Linked DNA regions of Zea mays: regions 2 and 3 are each linked to region 1. The links are chromatin contacts, called in public Hi-C maps. All regions are on one chromosome and are shown on one strand. Each heading gives the region's core, a stretch centred on a gene start, on an enhancer-like site or on the middle of the called end of the contact. The rest is flanking DNA. Distances are from core to core; before and after follow the strand shown.

The links. A called contact is a pair of places that touch in the nucleus more often than the background predicts.
Region 2: a Hi-C map of leaf shows a contact between it and region 1, with 6 times the contacts expected there. The contact joins the promoter of LOC100216558 here to the promoter of LOC100284128 in region 1. A contact is called at or near these places in 4 of 25 Hi-C or Micro-C datasets (bundle sheath, ear, leaf and 1 more).
Region 3: a contact with region 1 is called in a Hi-C map of leaf, with 4 times the contacts expected there. The contact joins the promoter of LOC103654786 here to the promoter of LOC100284128 in region 1. A contact is called at or near these places in 2 of 25 Hi-C or Micro-C datasets (leaf and tassel).

What each region holds. Positions count from the first base shown.
Region 1 is chr4:237,603,417-237,606,949 of Zm-B73-REFERENCE-NAM-5.0, forward strand. LOC100284128 (early nodulin 93) reads left to right here and starts at 1,650. Exons shown (of 4, transcript NM_001157025.2): 1 at 1,650-1,848; 2 at 2,418-2,479; 3 at 2,987-3,062. The coding sequence starts at 1,785. It also overlaps the pseudogene LOC103654789.
Region 2 is chr4:237,347,461-237,350,993 of Zm-B73-REFERENCE-NAM-5.0, forward strand. LOC100216558 reads right to left here and starts at 1,645. Exons shown (of 6, transcript NM_001142978.1): 1 at 1,243-1,645. The coding sequence starts at 1,584. LOC100275107 reads left to right here and starts at 1,809. Exons shown (of 3, transcript NM_001394749.1): 1 at 1,809-2,002; 2 at 2,086-2,207. The coding sequence starts at 1,890.
Region 3 is chr4:237,469,417-237,472,949 of Zm-B73-REFERENCE-NAM-5.0, forward strand. It overlaps LOC103654786, which reads right to left and starts at 1,640. Exons shown (of 10, transcript XM_023302241.2): 1 at 1,351-1,640; 2 at 1-135. The coding sequence starts at 1,369.

The DNA of each region.
Region 1 (3,533 bases), core at 400-2,899:
ACTTCCAAAAATCTAAAATAGAATAGAATAGAATAGATGGGAGTACATTAGATTAGGAATAAATTAATAAGTGAGTTTTAGCCAGGGTTGACTTTCTCGGACCAGGATCACTGAGTTTCGGTAATTTTTTTGGTTTTCGGTACTCATCGAAAAATTAATTTTGGTCCAGTTTTAAATAGATTCTGTTTCAAAATATAAAATACAAAAGTCAAACTTTGGTCCACAAAACGAAATTCGGATCAATGTAAACAAAATTGTGAACCCTGGTTTCAGCTGATGTTAGGCCCAGACGAGGAATCATTTCCCAGAACCTTTTCCTTTTCCTACTAATTTTTAACTAAAATCAGTGACTCTCATGTCGTTGTTCAGGGGTGCGGCTCCAGCAGCAGCAGAAATTTCGTAAGTAATGCTTTTATTGGTATGGACAAAAAAGTTAATGTCTGCTCCCCAAATTCCTGAACTTCTTTTCTTACTATATATATTACAGGTTTTTGTGGACTCCAAAGCATATGATTGGGCTGTTATTACCAGGTATATGAACAACAGATACATGCACACTTGTGATTGGGTATGTTTGAATTATCTGTTTATTTTGTTAGCTAATCAGTTCAGACTTCAGCTTATTTGAAGCTAAGTCGTCGTAGGTTTTTTGTCCATAGTTCTTCTGAATGGTTGCTTTTGCTAGATTGGATGATACCCCAGGTATAGAAAGAGGACCCGAATCTCCATCTACATGGAAGTCTCCTTGGTATATCGATATGCGCAAGCACTTTTAGGTAAATTCGTTCCTTCTACTTTGCATCCCATCCTTGGCCAGTGACTACCACAAGTTCGGTATTCTCTACATGAGTTTGGAATGATCTCATGCACTGCAGGAAATTCTGATTCATGTCATGGCAGATAAGGTACTTCCCAAAAAAACCTTATCAATTGAGCCAGTCCATGTGATAGATTTGAGATTGAACTTTTCAAGGTATCTAAATCTATACTTGCTACCTTCTTGACATTGCCAAGCTCATTACTTAACTCTGAAACAAATTATGTTCCCATCTCTGAATACCTTCCCTTTCTATTCCACTGAGCTTACCTGAAGCCTTTGGTCCTTGTGATCTCTCCATCTCTTGGACAACAAAGTGCACGAGGGTTGTCTCCCTGTCAGCTCCACGCATATCTGACAGTTTCAATAGTGCGTCAAGTCTGAAAACATTTGTCCCTCCTCTTATAGTTCCAGCATTCATTCTAGCTTACAGGCTACAAACTGTGTTATCTAAGTATCAGTGTACACAATATCTTTTGATGACCCAGAATTGTATTCTATTCCATGACTAACTTTGGGCTACCACTTTCTTCATTTAGCTAAGTCTGGTGCCTTTACTATATGACTCAACCATTTACTTTTATCTGGAGTTATTTCTATACATTAAAGTCTACTTGAGGTGATGTTTCTATACTTGTGCTAGCTGAAGTTAATATATGAGTGCTATAGCGCCCGATAGGGCGCTCTTTATTCTAGTAATAATAAAGTGTGGCGGCTAAGGGGGCCTGTGCCGTCGTTTAGTCCTCATGACATGAGCTGTACAGGTTCGTTCCGATCCGTGTCCGACCTTGCCACTCGCTCACCGGCCACCGTCACCATCACAAGGAGAAACAAATTCTTCTATTTTAGCTCTAGCTCGCTCGCCATCCCCTGCCCGGCTGCTGCCCCCAACGGAACGACGGCCAGAGGAAGCTAGCAGAGTCGAGAGAGAGAGAGAGAGAGAGAGAGAGAGAGAGAGAGAGAGAGCATGGCTGGCAGGAGTTTCCTGATTCGGTCCCCCAAGGAGGAGGAGTCCGACGCCGCCGTCAGAGGTAGAATGCGTCAACTCTTTCCCTCGTCGACTCTCGTTTCCCCCCTTGCGCCGTCAGCTATCCCGGTCCATTATCGGTACGAATTCTGGGAGATCTCCGAATTCGGGATAGATAAATTTGTTGTGCTCGCGCAAGGGGGTTTGGCAAATGAGGGCCGTGCAAATCTAGAAGCCCCAGCCTGGGGGCGGGTGGTTGGCCTCTGACTCTGGGGATGTCGCGGACCCAAAGACGGATTTTTGTTCTGGTTTCGATCCCCATTGCCCCCCCCGCGAGGCTTCATTTTTCTTCCCCTTTGTCTTGACGGCCTTAAGTTAAGCGGGTGTGTTTCAGTGATTATTATTAGTATACATCTGCACTGACATGGTACGTTTCTTGATCCGCAGTTCCTTGTGAATTGAACTATTTAATTTCTCTCTGATATCTCAGCACACCTGCAGTTGAACCAGCGGCTCACAGTGTCAGAGTGTGTGTTTGGGTGGGGGTAGTGGGTTATTGGCATGGCGGAATCAGCCACTGAGTTCTGTTTATTTTGGCTGCTATGTTAATTTCTAGAGTTTTTCCTGTTACAGAAGCTGTACTGCTGGGAGCAAAGAACGCCGCAATAGCTGGTACTGTGGTTGCAGTTCCCACGGTGCGTAATTGTTTCACTGTTATCAGTAGTATATAGTTTATGTGCTCTTCCTCCCAATATGTTAGTGAACATGCTTAAGGTATATCATCATTTCGTTTTTTTGGGGAAAATATGTCATCATTTTGGTATCCTTGCTTTTTTTAGGATCCATTCCATCAGCCGTCATGTCTCCTCTTATAATTTAATATGAACATTAAAATTCTAATACAGCAGCAGCAACGAGAACAACAAAGTCTTTTAGTCCCAAACAAGTTGTGTAGGCTAGACCTTTAGAGTTGAAACCCAGCGGAATCCACAAACAAGGTTTAGGCACGTGGATAGCTGTTTTCGTTTTGCTTTTATTTAAGACTAAATCTTTAGGTATATTCAATGAACATCGAAATTCTAATGGCTGAAAAAAACTAGCTACCCTTCTACATTCTTTTGCCCTTATGTTTAAGTATGGTGTGATTTGGATCGTTACCTGCTTATGGTTCTGATCTACATGATTTTTTTTTTCTGGTGCAGTTGGTTGGCTGCCGTGTCCTTCCTTGGGCTAAGGCGAATCTCAACTACACTGCACAAGCACTCATTATATCTGCAGGTACCGTTCTACTTAAAACTAGTTGAGCTAATGTAGCTGGCTGAAGACAATTGTCATATAGTTGGATCGTAATGTTGAATTTGTTTATATGGTAGCTTTAATATTGGGCCTAAGAAATGGAATTCTGTGAATATTTTAGTGAGTTGTTTTGCTACAGCTCCTGTTTGATGGATACCCACATTTTTTGCGATATAATGTGAAGGTACATATATAACCAAATGGAACATGATGCCTGTTTCTTGGATATGCTGAAAGACACTCTGATGTCTGAATCTGTATCATGTTGGTTCAGATTTTCAACTTCTCACGCTAAGAAATCCATGAACTCAGTCATTAGATGCTTTTCCCCTATTTACAGCTTGCATTGTAACAACTATCTTATTCTCTCCTTTTTAGAGCATGAATCAGATGTTCTAAGACTTACCTGGCCCCTATTTCAAAGAACATCCCTAAAGTTTTTTACTTGGACCC
Region 2 (3,533 bases), core at 395-2,894, 260 kb before region 1:
GGTGCTTTGCTGTGCTAGTTGGGTGTTTGGAACAAGGAGGCCTGAATCATAATTTCTCTTTCCTAGGGAGCACTGTTTGTGGCTGGTTTCCTTTTGGGTGTTAGGGTGTTTTGTTTGACTACGAAGGAGTGCAATTTAAGAAAGGAGAGTTTAGTGTTTGTGGTTGATCGTTTGAATGGGTAGCTAAAGTTGGATGTGCTAGATCGTAGGCTGGTTTTCCCAGCAGCCACTCTCTATGTTTTCTGCAAAAGTAGGGCTTATGCCTTTGGTCTAAAATATAAAAGAAGATGGTAACAAAAGGCTATACAAAATATAATCAGTACTACAGTGGCCTCCAGCTCACTGAAGGAAAAAGTGGTTCCTCAACTCTGTCTGATATTGAAAATCCCTTAGTTCAAACTTCAAAGTGAGGACTCACTTGATCCATCTCTCCACAAAAACTTCTAGAAGTAAATGAATTAGGTATTTGGGGAATGTTGTGAAAGTATCAGGACTGTTACAATGCCTCAGCTATTATGAGGTTCAACAAATAATCACAAGAAATACCCCAGATAGTTGCCTACACAGCTGTCATTTTTTTGTGAAGTGTGTTAGACCAAAATTTAACCTCCTCAGTAGGTTTAGTTGTGTTGTATGAATAAATGTAATGTCAATATGTTATACATAAACAATATTACAACTGTTTGTTCTTACAGTAACTGAGCCAAGTTGCTGCATATCACAATCTATTGCCTAATAATACGAATTACTGGACTTGATACCTCAGTGAAGGAAACAAGATTACAAGAGCACTCAAGTCTCATGAAATTTCTGTGTTTCACCACAAGATGATCATAAACAAACCCTCTCGTTTTCCACTGATAAATGTCGTTAGGCTTTCTAGTAAAAAAGCAAACTACATGCATTTAGTTTTCACCCATTTACAGGAAGGAAGAAGTGATACTCCATTACTCCTTCCGTTCTTTTTTATTTATTGCGTTCTAGTTCAAAAATGAGCTAGCGGGCAATAAATATTCGACAACTGAGGTAGTAATAGACAAATAGTTATTGACCATGCTACCAAGTATTACGTAAAATGTGTTCCTGATAACACAGGTTGGTAGTCATCATAAGATTATTTATAATAAAAAACTGCTGAAATAATTAACACAAGCATCTAATAGCCAAAATTGGACATCACCACATCAGGATCAGAGCAATACAACAACGACTCGCCACTACAGATTCCGAGTTAGTAATCACCTTCAACCCGGCAATAGCCTCCCAGGACGTGAGCGGCGCGACGGCGTCATCGTCGAGGAGGTTCTGGCGGAATGAGAGCTTGCGGAGATGGGGGAGTTGGCCGATGCGAGGATCAACAGAAGAGAGGCGGTTGGCGGTGAGGTCGACCTCCTCCAGCGTGGGTGGGATCTCCACCTCGCTTAGATCGTGCAGCTGGTAGCTCGTCAGGTCGAGGTACAGCACCGGCTCCTCCGTCTCCATCTTGGCCTCCGCCTCCACCTTGGCCTCCCCCTCTATCTTGGCCACTGCCTCGCCGCCAGCCGCCTCGTACAGCTGATCAACTACACCTTCGCCGGAGGCCATGGGGACCGCTGGGTGAGGGTGGATTCAGGTCTCGACAGGATTCTGGAAGAACGGGGAAGCGAAGGAAGGACCGCAGGAGAAGAAAATGCGCAATTTGTTTCACCTGGGGAAAGAAGAAAGGCAATTTTAGTAGGCTGGACATGAATAGTATGTGGGCCAATTAAATGGGCTGGCAATACTACCATTAAGGCCCATCTATGTCTTTTTTCCCAAATGGCAAGGTTCAAAACCCTAAAAACCCGCACGGCCTCACCGCCCCTCCGGCCTCCGCCGCGTGCTCGTCCCAACCCTGTCGCCGGCAAGCCATGGCGTCGCGCTTCCGCTCCTTCACTCGCCCGGCCGCCGCCGCCTTCCTCCGGTCCACTGCCAGCCGAAGCCCCTCCGCTTCCCTTCCCCGCACCCTCGCTCCTGTCCCTAGGTGAGGGGTCCTTCCATTTTTGTTCACGGCCTATGAGGATGTTTCCCGATTAGGCGTTGTTTAACTGGGGTTTCACGTGGCAGGGCTTCGGCCATGGGGCGGCGCATGGCTCTGGCGCGGTCTCTGCAACCGCTGCACAGCGCCGTCTCGGCGGCCCGGCTGACGTCGCGGCTGGGGGCGGAGGTGGACCGGGCCGTGTCGCAGGGTACGCTCTGCAGTTCCTACCCGGGAGTCTGAGTCTGATACAGTGTACTAATCTTTGCAACGCTACAGTGAGTTGTGGCTTCCCGGTTGCTTGCTTGTCTATTATCGTCCATGTGTTGACTGTCTTGGTTTAGGATGATTTTGGTGGGATCCGTTTCACTTGAATCCTTTTGGCTTGTCATCGTGGGCGTGGGACATGCGTGGGGTTAATATGTTTGCATGCCCTCAAGAGCAAATTTCATATGATCACAAATGAGTTTGAGTGTGGTGCTGTAATGCAAATTTTAGCATTTGTTTGTCTCAGTATAACGTTTACATATGTGTGTCTTGATGCTATATCACCTTCTTTGCAGAAAAATGTTGTACTGCTGTATATGTGACTATACATTGTCAAAAAAATTAATAACAGTTCTTTTGGGGGCAACATACACCAGTTTTTTTGTGTTCAAAATCTTTAGGAAAGTTTCTAACTGACAGAAATATGTTGTAGGCTGAATAGAAATGATTAGTGTCACACATGGAAAATACAAATGTGTTGACAGAAATGGGTCTACAGTTCTTCATGTATTCAGGATAAAATAGCTATGAAAGTATGAATTGCCAAAGAAGTGTGTCTACAGACTCAATTTAACAGTTTGACACTGATCTTTAATGCATAAATCAGAACCTTATGCCAAAAATGGTTGGAATGGAACGAGGACCTTGGACTATAGCAAATGTCATATCCTTTGGAGGCACAGCCGCACATGCACTGCATTTGGCTTAATATGTTAGTTATAGAAAAAGTTGAGAAGAAATATTAACGGCCGTGGGCTTAAAGTCTTCACACAATACCTGATGTTGTTCTCGGTTTGTTCTTACTTTTTGAATATAGTTCAATATTAATTTTCAAGATATGGGAACAAGCTTGATAAACTTTTATCTGGATTGGTGTCACGGGGAACGTGGTATAGCGCCACATTCCTTGTCTCAGCAACAACAAAAGTCAGAACGTCGTCCTACTTGGAACAATCTTGTCTGGACCTTCGCAACACTTCTCTCAATTGGTGCACCACGTCCCTTGATCGACTTGCCTCGATTTATCCCTTCTCTAGACCACCCACTCATGTGTGAGCCTCTACCACTAAGTCTGCCTTATTCTCAACAGTTGAGACTTTTTGGGCTCATCTCCTTTTCTCATCCCCGTTTTCACAATGTAAGTTGATTCTGGTGGGGGGCTCATCTTGCCTTGGTTTATCGCATCTCTAGACCCCACTCATGTGTGCGCCTCTAGCACAGGGTCCGCCTTATCCTTTATATTCCTCTGCAGTGTGAGCTTCTAGCACAG
Region 3 (3,533 bases), core at 390-2,889, 130 kb before region 1:
CCCAATCACTTTCATCATGAACCATAAAAAGATAAGATGGATCCCATGGACTCTCTGTAATATCTTTGTGACAGGCAGTTTGCACGACCTCCTTTTCACGTGTTGCCGAAACTTTCGATTGCATTGATTGGTTATCTGAAAACAAGGAAGTTTGTTCAATCTCGAATAACATACAGTTGATCAACAATAATCCTGAAGGATATGAAAACAAATCAGGGTTTACAGCTGTTCTACGCTAAAATGTGAAAACATTGTATTTTCCCCCTATATGGGCATGGTAAGTTTCACAGACTAGTGTACAATTAGAAACTCTAATGCATAGAATATGGAAATGATACAACGAAAAACTACTTATTGAGTTTCAGTTGAACAGCAAAAGGTGAGAGTTGGAAGTACGACAAAATGCTCTTCCTCATGCCAAGCCAGTTATGACTAAAGAATACGGTGACAAGTGACAGCACGGGGCGCGACAACTAAAAACTATCAGTTTCAGTCAAAAGATGCCAGTTTTGACATGGGGACAGCTCCAGATCTGAGAGATGCAACCAGATCCTAACTCTAAACTAGCAACAAATGGCTACTGCAACTCAATTTAGGCTGAGTCCAGTGCACAGCCTCCCTCTCGCCCCTGCCACGTCAGCTCTCGCCTCCACTCTCGCCTCTGCTGCTCCAGTGTACAGGTTGCAGCAGGCTACAGCCTCAGTCTATAGCCACATCAGTTTTTCTATTTCAGAATTAAGTAATTCACGCGGATTTATTTCAACGCTCAGAAAACACACAACATAATATTTTTTATTGAATTAAAAATTACAAATTGCGTAATAATTAAAATAAAATTACATGACGATTTAAAAATACATAATAATTAATAGAAATTTGTGATTGGGGATGAAATTTGTGATTTTTTGCAATTTTTTCGGATTTTTTTGGACTCCAAACGGTCAAAAACGGCTAGTTGCAACGGCTAGCACACGTGGACCAATCAGATCGCGACACGTGGACCAGTCAGATCACGCCACGTCGCTCTCGCCCCGCCAGTGTCTCGCCTCGCTCTCGCCTCCCTCTCGCCCGCCTCTCGCGCGGGCGGGCGCTCCAGCGCGGGCGAGAGCGAGGCGATACCGCCCGCTCTCGCCGGGCGCGAGCGCCGTCGCCCGGCGACCCTCTCTCGCCCGCCTCTCGCTCACGCGCGGGCGGTAGCGGCTCTCTCTCGCCCGCGCTACCGCCCGCGTTGCCACCAGCCTTATAAAGAGAGCTCGCGATTTACACACGATTTTCTTCAAGACTGGCAACAGCACATAGACTCCCGTGGTAATTACAAGATCAATCAAAATGTGAAGGACTGCCGCTTACCACAGTCCGTTTCCGCCATGTCCTCCTGGATATGATAAAGATTGAATCTTCACCGGATCCACGATACCAGATCTAGAGATGAGGGGCTAAATTGGAGCAGGGAGTGGTGGAAAAGGGGTTACACCGCTGAGGGCAGCGTGGGGTTCGCGACGGCAGAAGTATGAAAGATGAGCGCCCAGGGTCTGTGGAATCCTCTCACCCGGCAAGCACACTTGTGTATATGGAGCGGAAGGGCAAAGGATATGCATCGGCCCGCCCGGCCTGGTTGCGGCGGAAGGCCTTGGATTTTTTTTTAATTTTTATATATTTTTAATCACTTTTTACAGAAATATATACCAATTTTTTTGCAAAAATGTACACTGGCCAAAGCGCCAGAGTCCTGGCGCTTTCCCAGTGTCAATATTTTATACCGACAAGCCTGCAATGAGGGTGTTCGGAGCAGTAGATTGGTCGGTTTGGGTGTCGCTAGAACCAAGAAAATCAATGGCGCGCGGACGAACGCGAGGATTTTAGACAGCGCTCGCCTAGTGTCGGTATTTTATACCGGCAAGCCTGCAACGAGGGTGTCCGGAGCAGTAGATTGGTCGGTTTGGGTGTCGCTAGAACCAAGAAAATCAATGGCGCGCAGACGAACGCGAGGATTTTAGACAGGTTCAGACCAGGCTGAACGTAATATCCTATATCCTGTATGTGGTGGTTTGTATTGCGATGATGATATGCGATGAGATGAGATGAATGGAGGGGCTCCTTGCCCACCCTTATATAGGCCGAGAGCAGGGTTACAAGAAAAGCGGTGATTTACCCTAATTCAGTTGCATCTACCTTATCTAGACGAATCTTAACAATCTTGGAATGATTAAAATAGAATGAAGAATATCCTCGTAGATTCTCGCGTCTATCCTAACCTTCCTGCGGATCACGAATCCTTGCCTTTGTTGTGCCTCAGGTACCCTGGTTCCTGCGCATGGGCCTCCCGAGTAGTCCTAGTGGGCCCTCGGACATCCCCATACGATAAGCCCCCGAGTACTTTATAGCCGAACAAAGATGATAGGTATTTCGGAGTTGAGCTCGAGTACTTGTCGCAGGTCTTCAGTACTCCCGGTGCAATCCGTGAGTAGTTTCTAACGCCGATCGAGTAGTCTGGAGCGACCCAAGTAGTTTATGCCAACCAAGTAGTCTGGTGAAACCTGCGAGTAGTTGATTAGCTGTAGTGAGGCTACGAGGTAGTTGCAACCTCGTACTTGGCCAATAACGCCCCTGTTTGTTTCGGCTTTTCACAGCTTCTGACCACCAAAAGCTGCTGCGGACTGTCAAACACTCAGCTTTTCAGCCAGCTTCTATAAAATTCATTTGGATAAAAACCATTCAAAATCAACATAAACATATAATCGGTTGAGTCGTCGTAATAGTAGTAATCCGTCACTTTCTAGATCCTGAGCCCAGGGTTTTGAAAATCGTCGCCTACGACGCGCCTAGGCGCGCCTAGTCTCTAGGCTACGGCCTCCCGCCTGGACTAGGGGGGTAGGCGGGCCCCTAGGCGATTGGAGCGCCTAGGCGGCGCCGGGCGGCGATTCCGCGGCGACTCAGCGGCGCCCAGGAGCTCAGGCGGCGCTTAGGCGAGCTACGCGCGCGCCGCGCACGCGAGCGGGAAATAGCGCGCGGGAAAGGGGCGCGCGCGCGGGAGGGGAAAATGCGGCGCGTGCGGGAGAGAAAAATGCGACGCGCGCGTGGGAGGGAAAAGGGTGGCGCGCGCGCGGGATAGGGTCTAGGGTTTGCGGTTGAAAAGTGCCTGCTTGCTTCTTCAGTTCTTCCCCTTTCGACGCTTGCTTCTCCCTTCTCTCCTGCACGGCTGACGCCAGAGACGCGGCTGCAGCTTCTCTCCAGCACGGCTGACGCCGGACCCCTACCGGACGCTGGACCCCTGCTTCTCTCCTCTCATGTTTGCTTCTCTCCCACTGCTTGCTTCTCTCCTACACGGTTGTATGTCTACTGGTCCTTCCCTATTTTTTTATCTATAAATGTATATATTATTATATAAGTTGGCAAAACGCCTAGAAAAACGCCTAGCATCGCCTAGGCAAGCCTAGGCTGGACTAGTCCCTAGGCTAAGGGTCATCGCCTAGATTCCGCCTAGCGCCTAGCAAAACTTTGCCTGAGCCCCATGGACAACTTTATCTTCCTTC